3 separate regions of the Mus musculus genome follow, and regions 2 and 3 are each linked to region 1. The links are chromatin contacts, called in public Hi-C and HiChIP or PLAC-seq maps. All regions are on one chromosome and are shown on one strand. The core of a region is the stretch at or near the end of the contact, and the rest is flanking DNA. Distances in the headings are between cores, read along the strand shown. Region 1 has its middle 23 kb from the start of A830035A12Rik. Region 2 overlaps Pitpnc1 (phosphatidylinositol transfer protein, cytoplasmic 1). Region 3 overlaps Helz (helicase with zinc finger domain).

Region 1 (3,758 bases), core at 534-3,033:
CTATTTAAAAGAGCTCCCAGGCAAGATGAAATGTTTCAATTCCAAAGGAAACTGTTACACATCATGGGCTCTGTTCTCTCCACTGCTAAAAGCAACTGAAAGCATAGTTTTTAAATTGTCCATCAGATGATGGGGGAGGGGAAGGAGGTCAGGGTGGTACACTCCAGGAAGCAAAAGGATGTCAGGGTAGGGATGGAGCATCTGTTTAGTGCAAGTGATGTGAGGGGTGGGTGGTATGAGTCCCACCAAGCTTCCTGTATCAGTGACCTCCTGTGAGTGAGCTGGATTAGGGGCTCTTTTGGGTGCAGTATGGGGGAGGGAACTACGGGAAGTAACCACCTGCTCCCTCTAGTGGAGCCTACTTCCTCTGCTTGATCAGGATGGAGCCAGCTGGGTCTGGGAAACTGCTCTAGGGCAAATTTACTGGCCCCAGGGATTGAGGCCAGGGGAGTTACTATGGGACATGTGTGTTTGCGAGCTTGACTATATGTGTGTGTGCCCGCCCAGTGAGAGAGAGAGAGAGAGAGAGAGAGAGAGAGAGAGAGAGAGAGAGAGAGAGAGCGCGCGCGAGCGCTCTGGAGCATAAAATATCTGAATTATATAGAGAGGAGCCTCTGGGGGAAGGGCAGCCCAGCCTTGGGCTGCAAATTCAGGATTGGGGGCAGGGTATACCAGGTGGGATTGAGGACTGCTGGGAGGACCTGGAGACCAGGTCGGCTTTGATATGTAAAGTATACACCTCAGTCCCTTGCCTGAAACCAAACAGTGAAGAGCATTGCATACTCTGCTCTTGCAGAGGAGACCCAATCAATGCCTCTGGCTTCCAGGGGTACCAGCACTCACGTGCACGTACCAGCACAAGCACACACATAAATAAAACCAAATAAATCTTAAAAAAATAAAAAGTTAAAAGTTATCCTTGGTTACATAGGGGAATTCGGAGCCAGCCTGGGCTACATGAGACACTACTTCACTCAGTCACTCAAGGCTCTAACTCTAAGGCAGTGGGGAGCCAGGATCCTCCCTGTCCTTCCCTGTTCCCCTTTTGCTGTTGTTCCACCTCAAAATGTCACAGCAGTAGGGCAACATTCTCCTTGTTGGTCAGAGATACCATCTCTTCACTCAGCTAACTCCCAAGTTCCCTTCTGAAGCGGTGGCTCTTTAGTGGTGGCCAATTCCGACCTTCCCTCCGTCAGCTTCAGACTTCCCTAGATCTCCTCCTTGAAGTGGCCAGAACACAATGCTTGCTCCGCCCCCGGGCTCAGGCTGGCCCTCCCAAGCCCCCGGGAGAGCTCACGAGGAAACCCACCCAGGCATGGGGAGTTTCTTGTGGCATTTATGTGAGAAAAGTGCCAAACTTTGAGAGACCTAAGCCTACAGAAATCCTGTAATTTTTCTCTCAGGCCAGTGAGCAGATTGCTGCGGAATCCAGACTCTGCTGTATCGCCCCGAGCTCATCCCTTTCTCAAGATGAGCTCAGTTTTTCCTCTAGAGGAGAAGCCAAAGGTTCCTGAAGGACTGCCTCTGTCTGTCGTCTATGTCATTATTTGCTGCAAGGCTGGTGTTAGGCACGTGGTCCCAGCGTGGCAAAGGAGCCAGCAGGGAGGCTTAAGCAACTCCGAGCAGAGCCCCGCCCAGGCCCTAGGGGGTTGAGACCCAGAGGTCCTTGTGACAAACGCATATCAAAGGCTTTCATCAGGTGAGGGGATGGAGGGCAGGGAGCAGAAGCCAGAGGCTGGCTCTTTGTGCTTTGAACTTTTCTTGGGAAAATAACATCTGCTACTGCGTTTCTTGCTAAACAGGCAAGGTGAGAGGGGAATCAAAGTAGCTTTGAGGAAACTCTGAGGCAGAGAGACACAGTGGGTGGACCTTCCAGAAGCTTCTCCGACCCACAGCCTGCAGGTTGAAACCAACAGATATTTCGGAATCACGTTCTTCATCGGTTTTTATTTCTCCCCCACGGCCCCCACCTTTCCCCAGGCAGGACCGATGCAGGGTGGGGTGATGTCTGCTATTACAGAAGGTGTTTATGGCGATCAGTGAACAGTCCCTGGCACTGGGGAAATTAAAAAATACAGACACAAGAGATGAGTTGGTTTTTTTTTTTTAAGTCCTGTTTTCCCAAATACTGATAATATTATACATTTCCTTCCATTCTTGATCAGTCTGTGCCTTTTAAAAAGTGGGAGGCAGCCGGGCATGGTGGCACCCGCCTTTAATCCCAGCACTCCAGAGGCAGAGGCAGGAGGATTTCTGAGTTCAAGTCCAGCCTGGTCTACAAAGTGAGTTCCAGGACAGCCAGGGCTATACAGAGAAACCCTGTCTCGAACTCCCCCCAAAAAAGAAAAGTGGTAGGGAAGCATAGTGGTGGAGTGCATGCGTAGCCTATACAAGACCCTGAATTCACAGTACTCTTCCCCCCCCCCAAAAAAAAAGGGAAAAATTTTAAAACATTGATTGATTGATGGATTGATTGTGTGTTTTCACCTCAGTGTGTGTGTGTAAGCCAGAGGACAGCATTTGGGAACCTGCTCTCTCCCTCAGTCATAAAGGTTCCAGGAACTAAGGTTTTTGACTTGGCTGCAAAGCCATCTCACAAGACCAAAAAAAGATTTATTTTATTTTAGCATGAGTGGTCTCGCGGCATGTACACCTGTGCACCAGCAGAGGGCACCAGATCCCAGTATAGATGGCTGTGAGCCACCATGTGATTGCTGGTTATCAATTTCTGGAAGAACAGACAGTGCTCTTTTTTTCTTTTCTTTTTTTTTCTTTTTTTTTTTTTTTTTTGGTTTTTCGAGACAGGGTTTCTCTGTGTAGCCCTGGCTGTCCTGCTGGAACTCACTTTGTAGACCAGGCTGACCTCGAACTCGGAAATCTGCCTGCTTCTGCCTCCCGAGTGCGAGTGCTGGGATTAAAGGCATGTGCCACCACGCCTGTCCAGGCAGTGCTCTTAACCGCAGAGCCATTTCTCCAAACCCAAGAGTTTTTCTTACATAGAAATTATATAGGTAAAGTGTGTGTGTTGACTTTTCCATTTATTACATCATGAATCGTGTGTGTGTGTGTGTGTGTGTGTGTGTGTGTATGTGTGTGTGTGTGGAGATGTAGCTCAGTGGGTAGAGTACTTGCCTAAATGCCCAAGGCCCTCGTTTCAGTCCCCCCCACACCCAACCCCCAACAACTACACAAGAGAGGTTTGTGGCACAGGCAATTCAAGCACTCAGGAAGTAGGGTTAGAAAGATTAGAAATTCAAGGTCATCCTGGGCTACAGATTGAGTTTGAGGTTAGCCTGGGTTACATTAGAGCCTGTCTCAAACAAACAAACAAACAAACAAACAAACAAACCAGCTGGTAGGATGTGTAAGGTGCTTCCTGCCAGGCCTGATGACGTGAGTTTACTCCCCAGGACCTACATAGAAGAAAAAAAGTTGTCCTCTGACCTCCATTTACCAGACCCCACCTTCAGTCAATCAGTGTAATAAAAATCAGCCGAACAAAATGTTATGTCATGAGCATTTTTCCATTGGCGATATTCCCTGTAAGAGAACTCTGGCTCCAGGCACAGTCAGCGGGCAGCCCATGCCTCTCCTGCCATGCTGAGAGATGCAGGCTGCTAGCTGCCCAGGCCGAGCCCCACCTGGAGCTTCCCCCAGCCCGCCGCTGCCTTGCTTCCAGGTTCAGGCAGAGTTGCCCGTGCCAAGGTTTCTCCCATGGGCCCTTGTGAAGCTTTCCACAGCTTCAGCATCAACGGCAC
Region 2 (3,758 bases), core at 665-3,164, 230 kb before region 1:
AGGCAGGTAGTACAGGAAGTGCTACATGGCAAGAGGCAGGGTGTGTGTGTGTGTGTGTTTGGGGGGGGGGGGTCCTTCTCTTTCATAATACCATTGTATTTTAATCACAGGGACCCACACTGAAGACTTAGTCTATTCCTAAGGACCTCTCAAAAGTCTACCTCTAAATATCAAAGCTGGATGTCACCACCCTCTTAATCCCTTGCAGGGGGATCAGATGGCAGCATCTGTGCCCTTGAGGGACTCACACCTCACATATCAACCGCAGCCTTTTCTCACTTTAAAAGTCTGCCCTGAGCCAGATTTAAGATGACCTACCCATGTCCCTCATTCATGCCTGAAGATGTAGAAAAGCCTAAGACACAGCTGCAAAGCCATTGTTCTGAAGATGCAGTGGACAAGCATTCCCTCGAGGGACACGAAACCTCGGAGAATCCCTAGTGATCGTTACTGAAAAGCAAGAGGCCATGTGATTGTCAGTGTGAGTCTTTTAAGGAATTCTTGCAGCCTTGGAAAACTTGCAAGGAGGAAAAAAAAAAAACCTATTATTAAAAACAACAAACAAACAAAACAAAACATAACCAAAAAACCCAAAAACTGGTTCTGTAAGATGGGAAAGACAGATTTCCCTTTCCTCACAACGAAGATGTAAACCTTGGACCAGGGGGTTAAAAACGGAGGAGCAGGGTCGGGGATGTGGTTTAGCCAGGGAGCAGGAAGCTCGGTCCTGTCCAGTAGGAATCTCTGCCTCTCTGCCGACACTGATGCTATTATCATCTTTGACATGAACCATCATCTCCTCCGCCGCCTCATTCTTGCCCCTGTATCCTGGAGGAAGTCACTCCCTCCTTTGTGATGGCTGGAGCACTTTCCCCTCTCTTGAGCCTGCTAGCTCCCTTTGCACTTTACAGAAGGGCCATTAGGTGGGGCCCTGTCACCATCTCCCAGGTAAGCCAACGGCTATGACGTTGGACTTTGAGGACTACTGAGTTCTGGGACTACTGCTCAGATTGTCCAAATGCATGAACAGGCTGTGGTGGAGGGGGGAGGCTAGAGTCTGCAAGGGTTTGATGTTGAAGAAGTTGTACATTTGAAATCACCAATCCAGAAAACAATTACAAAGATTCTTTGGGTCCCTGTGATTAAAATACAATGGTATTATGAAAGAGAAGGGACCCCCTCCTCAAACACACACACACACAAACAAACAAATCCAACAACCTAAAAGCACATTATAAGAGTCACCTGTCACTGATAGCATGTCACGACAGCCCTCAGCAATCTACCCTCTGCTTTCTTGCCCTCTGTCCCTGCTGGTGCTATCTATGGACCACTCTGACCCTTAACCACTGTGAGGCGCTACCCTCTGAGCAGAAGAGCCACCATTCTTATCCAATCAGTTGTGCCTGCTTGTAAGAATCCATCACAGTCATGCTTTGGGACTGGGCATTCCATTAAGGAGGTGGGTGAGGAGGTCACTGGACCCTCACGTGAGATTCCAGGCACTTCTTCCAGCAATGTGTATATGATTCTGCCCTAATTGCATATGGCCTAGGGGACATTAATCTTATACAGCTATGGGAAGCCATGATCCATCCACACCAGAAAGTGCATCCAGTGTGGCTGCTTTGGGGTCACCCATACAACTATAGGAAACCCCTCACCCACACTCTGATATGAAAGCAGCCAGTACTCCTTGGCTGTGCAGGGGGATTACTTTGGTCTGTTAGTGGGACCTTACTGAGGAAGGGACTGGACCATCCACCATTGACACAGGCCAGCCTTCTCCTCCCTCGACCTTTGCTTTCTCTCACGTCAGCTGACCTTGTTCACGTGCTCCCCTATCTCCCCTAGCGCTACAACCCCCTCCTGAGGCCCAGACATTGTTTACTTCCCTTCCAAGTCCAACTTCAAGGTCAATCCCAGGATACCTTTCCTGTCACCTCCCTGAACCCTCCGGTCCCCAAGAGACTCGGGCTGGGCTGCAGGCTCATTCTGACCTTGGCCTACTCCATTTCCCACACCCTGCAAACAACTCCTGGGCTAACTTGAGAACATTTCCTGTGCTCCTACGCAGAAATGCAGAGCCCAGCTGGGGAAAGGACAGTCAAGCAGGCTGGCGGCACCACCAACCACAGCTGCCCCAAATTGCCAGGCTGCAGAGACTGCCAAGTGAGCCTCTTCTCAGTCATCAGTTTCTCACCTTTGACCTTCACCATGCTCCTTAAAACCTCTTTCCTGGCTTCTTCTCCTCTAGATGACTTCTCCCCACATGCCTGAAGCTAGAGGCCACCGTGCACAAGCTAAATGGTTTTCTGTCCCCCTTCCCCCCTGTATCTACCCTGCCCTCTGACTTTTTCCTCTTCCTGGAAGAGCAACTATCTCTATGTGGTCTATCATGGAGAACACTCACTATCTGGCTTCCAGAGATGGCTCCTCCAAATTCTGGCCTGTTGGGTCCTTTATCTTTAGTATTTTACCATGAAGGGCTAATGCCAGGGGTTGGGATCGTAGCTCAGTTGTGTCATAGCGTAGCCAAGCATGCATGGAGCCTTGAATCCCTTCCCCAGTATTGCTAGGGTTGCTGCACTGGAGAGGAAGAGGCAAGGAGGGCCAGATGTTCAGAAAGCCTGGTCTCACATTTGTTTCTTGTATCCTGGCTGGTTTGTGTAGTATGCATGCATGTATGTATGTATGTATGTATGTAGTCAGGGTTTCATGTAGCCTAAGCTGGCCTCAAACTCTCCATGTAGTTGAGGATGACCTTGAACTTCCGATTCTCTGCCTCTCCCCGCTGAGTACTGGACTAGAGGTGGTGAGCATCACCGTGCCCAGATGTATGTGTGGTTGTATGGAGTGCCTGAGATCAACCCAGAGCTTTTGTGTATGCTGGGCAAGCACTCTACTCACTGAGCAACATCCCTGCCCCACTTGATTTACCTTTTCACACTTTGTTTATTTAATTTCGTGCATGTATGTGTGTGTGTGTATGTGCGTGTGTGTGAATCCCAGCAGGCACCATGACCTCACAGTATCATACAACACACCCGGGGACAACCTAGCCTTAAGAACTATAAACGAGATTGGCCTTTATTCTTTATAAATTGCCCACCCTGTGATCTTCAGTTATAGCACCAGACAACTAAGGAGATACACCATCAAGGCAATGTATCACTCCCTTCCAGATGAGCCGCCTTTCTTCCTAAGACGTCTTTAAGAACTTTGAAAGATATTATTTTGATACTCTGTGTCTAGCTATGGATTTATCTTCATGTATCTTTTTAGCAGTTAGACAGCGATTAGATGGTAGCCAGGTTGTTCCAGTCTCAACTCCTAGCTGGGTGACCTTGGGCAAGAGAGATCTGATCTCACTTTTCCAGTTTAGTCCAATATTAAATGCTTATCTCCCAGGGCTACCCAAGTACTAAGGAATTAACACAGGAGACACACACAGACTAGCACCTGGATCTTATGTGCTCCGTAATGCTGGCCACCATCACTGTCCAAAGTAAACTTTGATCTATACGCAATTGTGCCTCTTCAAGTTCTAAAAAATGCGTTCAGCTCTTCCTGTTCCAAATATGAATAGTCTCTGAGCATTTTTGTTTTGTTCTGCTTTTGAGACATGATCTCATGTAGCCCAGGCTGGCTTCGAGTTTGTTATGTAACCCAGGCTAGCACCTTGGACTCCCGCGTGTGGGGGTGACACGTAAAGGCTATCATTTCTCCAGTTTATGGAGCCCAGAGCTTTGTGTCTG
Region 3 (3,758 bases), core at 340-2,839, 180 kb after region 1:
CTCCTTAGCTACCTTGAAGACCTCTGTATGTTTGCCGAAGAGTTGAGGGGACACACCACCCGCATAGCATGAGTGACTCCTAAGTCAGAGCAGACATGGGTGAGCACGTTAGTTTTGAGAAAGAAACTGCCTACAACATAATCAACCTGACAGGTCTTTGGATAGTTTTACATTTGTGTGTTGTGTTTAATGTTCAGCCTGGGCTGCAGCTTGGCGGGTATCGGGTTCTGCTTTCTGGTTTCTAGTCTGGCTTTGAATTTACTGGGTTGCTAGCAAGAAAACAAATCTATTTTTAAGGGAATAGAATGTAGAACGGCGTAGGCGTAGAAGTATAATACACAGTGACCATCATAGATTTACACAGCTTTAGAGTTCTTAGCCCCCAGGACTTCCTACATAAAAGGCCCGGGAAGCTCTAGCTGCAGGTTGCTGGTGTGCTCAGCACAGCTTTCCTTTATGCACTCCCAGCTTATAAGGGACTTCGGTTTATTTGCGATTTGCCTTGCATGATACCACTTTGTATCTTTCAGGAGGTCAGAGGACTCTTTTGTCCAGGTTGAAGTCCCAAAGTGTCAGTTTTACCTAAGATTGTTTCTCAACGACCCCCCCTCCCCCCGCCGCCGCCGAAGGGTCCCTGATTTCCATGTATCAGGAAGGTGACTGCTTCTATCTATCCATGTATATGACATTATGTACATCAAGTACTGAATCTGATTTCTGTGCCAGCCATCTGACCTGATTCTTTGAGACCCATAAAGGTACTGGTTATAGGTAATAGTTGCATCCCGGGAGAATAGAGTGGTCCAAATACTTTCTCTGAATTATAAAGCTAATGGGGTTTGCATTTTAGTAAAGCGTCCTAATTGTCAGTGATGCAGGATCTTGCTTTTTAATTTTTTTTTTTTAAATACAATTCTCTAAATGTGGTCAGTAATGTATGGGATCAGTCACATAGTAGATGCATTCTGGATCTTCTATTGGGAAAGCCTTCATAAGGGAGGCCATATGTAAAACCACCCTGGTCCGTTTACCTTACAAGCACCACTTATGCAGCATCTGACTCAGCATAAATCTATGGCAAAACCACAACAGTGACTCTGTCCCTTTGCGGTATACCATGCCTCGTCTGAGAGGCTCTAATACCGGAAGAGTTTATTCTTAAAAGTAAAGATGGTTTTGTATCATAAGATAACCCCCAAAGCTGGCCACCAAGGCTTCCTTTCTCTGTTCTTCCTCTTTCCTAACTCGGGTTTTGGAGTCTCCTTAGCTTACGCTACTTTCTTAGGACTTTGGTTTTTGTTTTTTTGTTTGTTTTTTTTTGAGCCCAGGAGTCTACAGTGTGACCCTTGTCAGTGAAGTTCTTTTGTTTTAAAAGATTCATGGTAACACAAAATGTATTTTACTGCTACAACTAAAATGTATTTATAATAAAAAAATGCCTTTTTAATAATTTGGAGAGTGTTTCTTTTGTGTGGACACTCGTTCTCGGCTCCCTCTTCCCTCGAAACTTAAAGGTGTTAAAGAGGCTGGCGCACGTTTGATTAAGTTCATCACAGACATGGTGACGCTCAGGGGAGAGAGAGCCCAGTGTAAAAGGGAAAGTTGTGACTTGACAGAGATCTGGGACATGAATCACCAACTTCAGCAGTAGCTAAAGCCTTGAGGCACAAATGTCACCTGGCAGGTGACAGGCAACATAAGGAGAAAATGAGCTCTCTTGAAGGTCTCGTTCTCCAGGTCTGAATTTATTTATTTGTTTTTAGCAAATGTTTCGAATTTCTCTCCACAAGTCTTGTAGTCATCAATACTGGGCTTGGGTGACTCAGAATGTGAGAGCTCATTAATCTAGTATACACTGATACATTAAAGTAGGGCTAGTACTGCACCACACAATTACACAGAGGATTGCCTGGGATCCATCAGGTTTCTATTGGAGAAGTGTTTGCATCTGTGATGCTGCTGCTCTGAGAAGCACTAGTGGGTTTCAGACAGCCTCCTGTGCCATATTTTATATTTAACGGACCGTTAGTATGACACCATGAGTCCAGCTTGAATACACCGCGTGCGGGGTTGCTGTTGTGAATGAGATGAGGTAGTCGGCCTTCCCCAGTGACCGCAGCCAATATGTGTTCATGATTTTTTAGACTACTTTTTGTGTTGTGGGTGTTCTGATATGTGTATGTCTGTGCACTAGTCTATCCCTGGTGCCCGAGGAAGTCAGAAGAGGGTATCAGATCCCCTGGAACTGCTGTTATGAATGGCTGTGAGCCCTGACATGGGTGCTGGGATCTGACCCCAGATCCTCTGCAAGAGCAGCCAGTGCTCTAACCACTGAACAGCTTCCTCTGCTGCAGGTAGACCTTTGGCTCTGTGCTCCCTGGACAGGATGGGCGCCTGCCTCTGGATTTTAAAAAAGAAAAACAGTTTCTCCCATGTTAAGTGTGGGTTCAGAGGCCCCTCGAACTGTGTGCTCTCTGCTTTGCAGAGGTAATCCCTGAAGAAGCACAAGGCTGACTCTTAGGAGCTTGTAACTGATGGATCAGAAGAGCAAGGTGGAAAATCCCCCGGAGCGCAGTTGGAAGGCTGGGCTGGCAGGACGGGACTGGGGAGTGTTGCTGCCCTTGGTGAGTCTAGAGAACTCAAGGAGCCTTTAGCCCATTCCTGACTACACTGCTTGAATCACATGGCTTTGTCTTATCCAGTCATCCTCCACCAGATGAAAAACCTTAGGACTTGAAGAACTGACCATTGCGTGACCTTACTTTATGTCTGTCCCACCAACTGCCTGCGCCATTCTCTGAAGACCCACGGTGATTCCCCAACACCATCACAGCCACCTTTCTCTTCTCCCCTCCTCCTCTTCCTCTTCTTCTTCCTCCTCCTCCTCCTCCTTCTTCCCCTCCTCTCTCCTCTGCCTCCCTCCCTCCCCTTCCTTCCTTCTTCCTTTCTTTTTTGAGACAAGGTTTCACTATTGTAATACTGTCGGGCTTGAGACTCAGAACCTACCAGGCTGGCTTCGAAGTGCAGGGATTAAAGGCGTGTACCACCACATCTGCCATCACAGATGTCCTACATTCTTTTGTTTTAAATCTCTCTCTTTCTCTGCTTATGCGACAAAGAACACATGTGTGTGAGCGTATAAGTGTGTGTTTGGGTTTGAGAGTGTGTGTGTGTGTGTGTGTGTGTGTGTGTGCATGAGAGCATGCTGTCTCACATGTGGAGCTCAGAGGACAACCTCAGCTGTCTGTCCTCACTTTCCAACTTGTTGGAGAAAGACTTAATGCTCCCCACATCACATGCCAAACTAAACTTGCAGGACTCTTGCTGTCTCCGCTTCACGTCTCATCCTAGAAGGACGGGGTTACAGATGCGTAGCATCCAGCTTTAAATGGGTGCTGGGATCTGAACCCAGGTCCTCATTCTTCATGAGAAGTGTTTTACCCACTGAATTATGTCCTCAGCCTTAAGATTTTTTTTTTCTGGTACTGGGGGTCTCACCCAGGGACTTGAGAATGCTATGAAAGCCCTCTACCAACTGGCTCTCTATGGTCAGCTCCCAAGCCTCGTTCCGAGGTAGAAAGCACCCCCAGGCTACACAGACTGGTCGAGACTGACTTAGTTCCCTACTTGGTCTTGGACCCTGCCTTTTCAGCCCTGAAACCCCAGCCCTCAAGACTACTCTGGAATGTTGTACTTAGTAATTAAGACTAGGTAAATTCCACTCCCTGTACCCCCCAGCTTGAACCGCAGCCCCTCTC

What was found. Hi-C and Micro-C count contacts between places; a contact is called where the count stands out from the background. HiChIP or PLAC-seq counts read pairs in DNA pulled down with a chosen protein or histone mark.
Region 2: a contact with region 1 is called in an H3K27ac HiChIP or PLAC-seq map of embryonic stem cells, with 7 read pairs. The contact joins two enhancer-like sites. A contact is called at or near these places in 2 of 115 datasets of contacts at active chromatin or transcription factors (embryonic stem cells and trophoblast stem cells).
Region 3: a Hi-C map of CD8 T cells shows a contact between it and region 1, with 2.0 times the contacts expected there. The contact joins two enhancer-like sites. A contact is called at or near these places in 10 of 484 Hi-C or Micro-C datasets (CD8 T cells, the HL-1 cell line, Th1 cells and 2 more) and 4 of 115 datasets of contacts at active chromatin or transcription factors (all in embryonic stem cells).

The regions. Positions count from the first base shown.
Region 1 is chr11:107,509,473-107,513,230 of GRCm38.p6, forward strand. No RefSeq gene overlaps it. Among named protein-coding and RNA genes, the nearest start is that of A830035A12Rik, 23 kb to the right of the region's middle. Within about 2 kb of position 1,784, at least 95 of the 459 cell types and tissues checked have an H3K27ac peak or open chromatin away from gene starts, as enhancers often do. A contact at or near this core is called in CD8 T cells and embryonic stem cells, where this site is marked.
Region 2 is chr11:107,275,182-107,278,939 of GRCm38.p6, forward strand. The region is part of intron 5 of Pitpnc1 (phosphatidylinositol transfer protein, cytoplasmic 1); the gene reads right to left. Among named protein-coding and RNA genes, the nearest start is that of Gm11716, 59 kb to the right of the region's middle. Within about 2 kb of position 1,915, at least 25 of the 459 cell types and tissues checked have an H3K27ac peak or open chromatin away from gene starts, as enhancers often do. A contact at or near this core is called in embryonic stem cells, where this site is marked.
Region 3 is chr11:107,692,377-107,696,134 of GRCm38.p6, forward strand. It overlaps Helz (helicase with zinc finger domain), which reads left to right. Exons shown (of 33, transcript NM_001368755.1): 33 at 1-1,450. Among named protein-coding and RNA genes, the nearest start is that of Cacng1, 22 kb to the right of the region's middle. Within about 2 kb of position 1,590, at least 27 of the 459 cell types and tissues checked have an H3K27ac peak or open chromatin away from gene starts, as enhancers often do. A contact at or near this core is called in CD8 T cells, where this site is marked.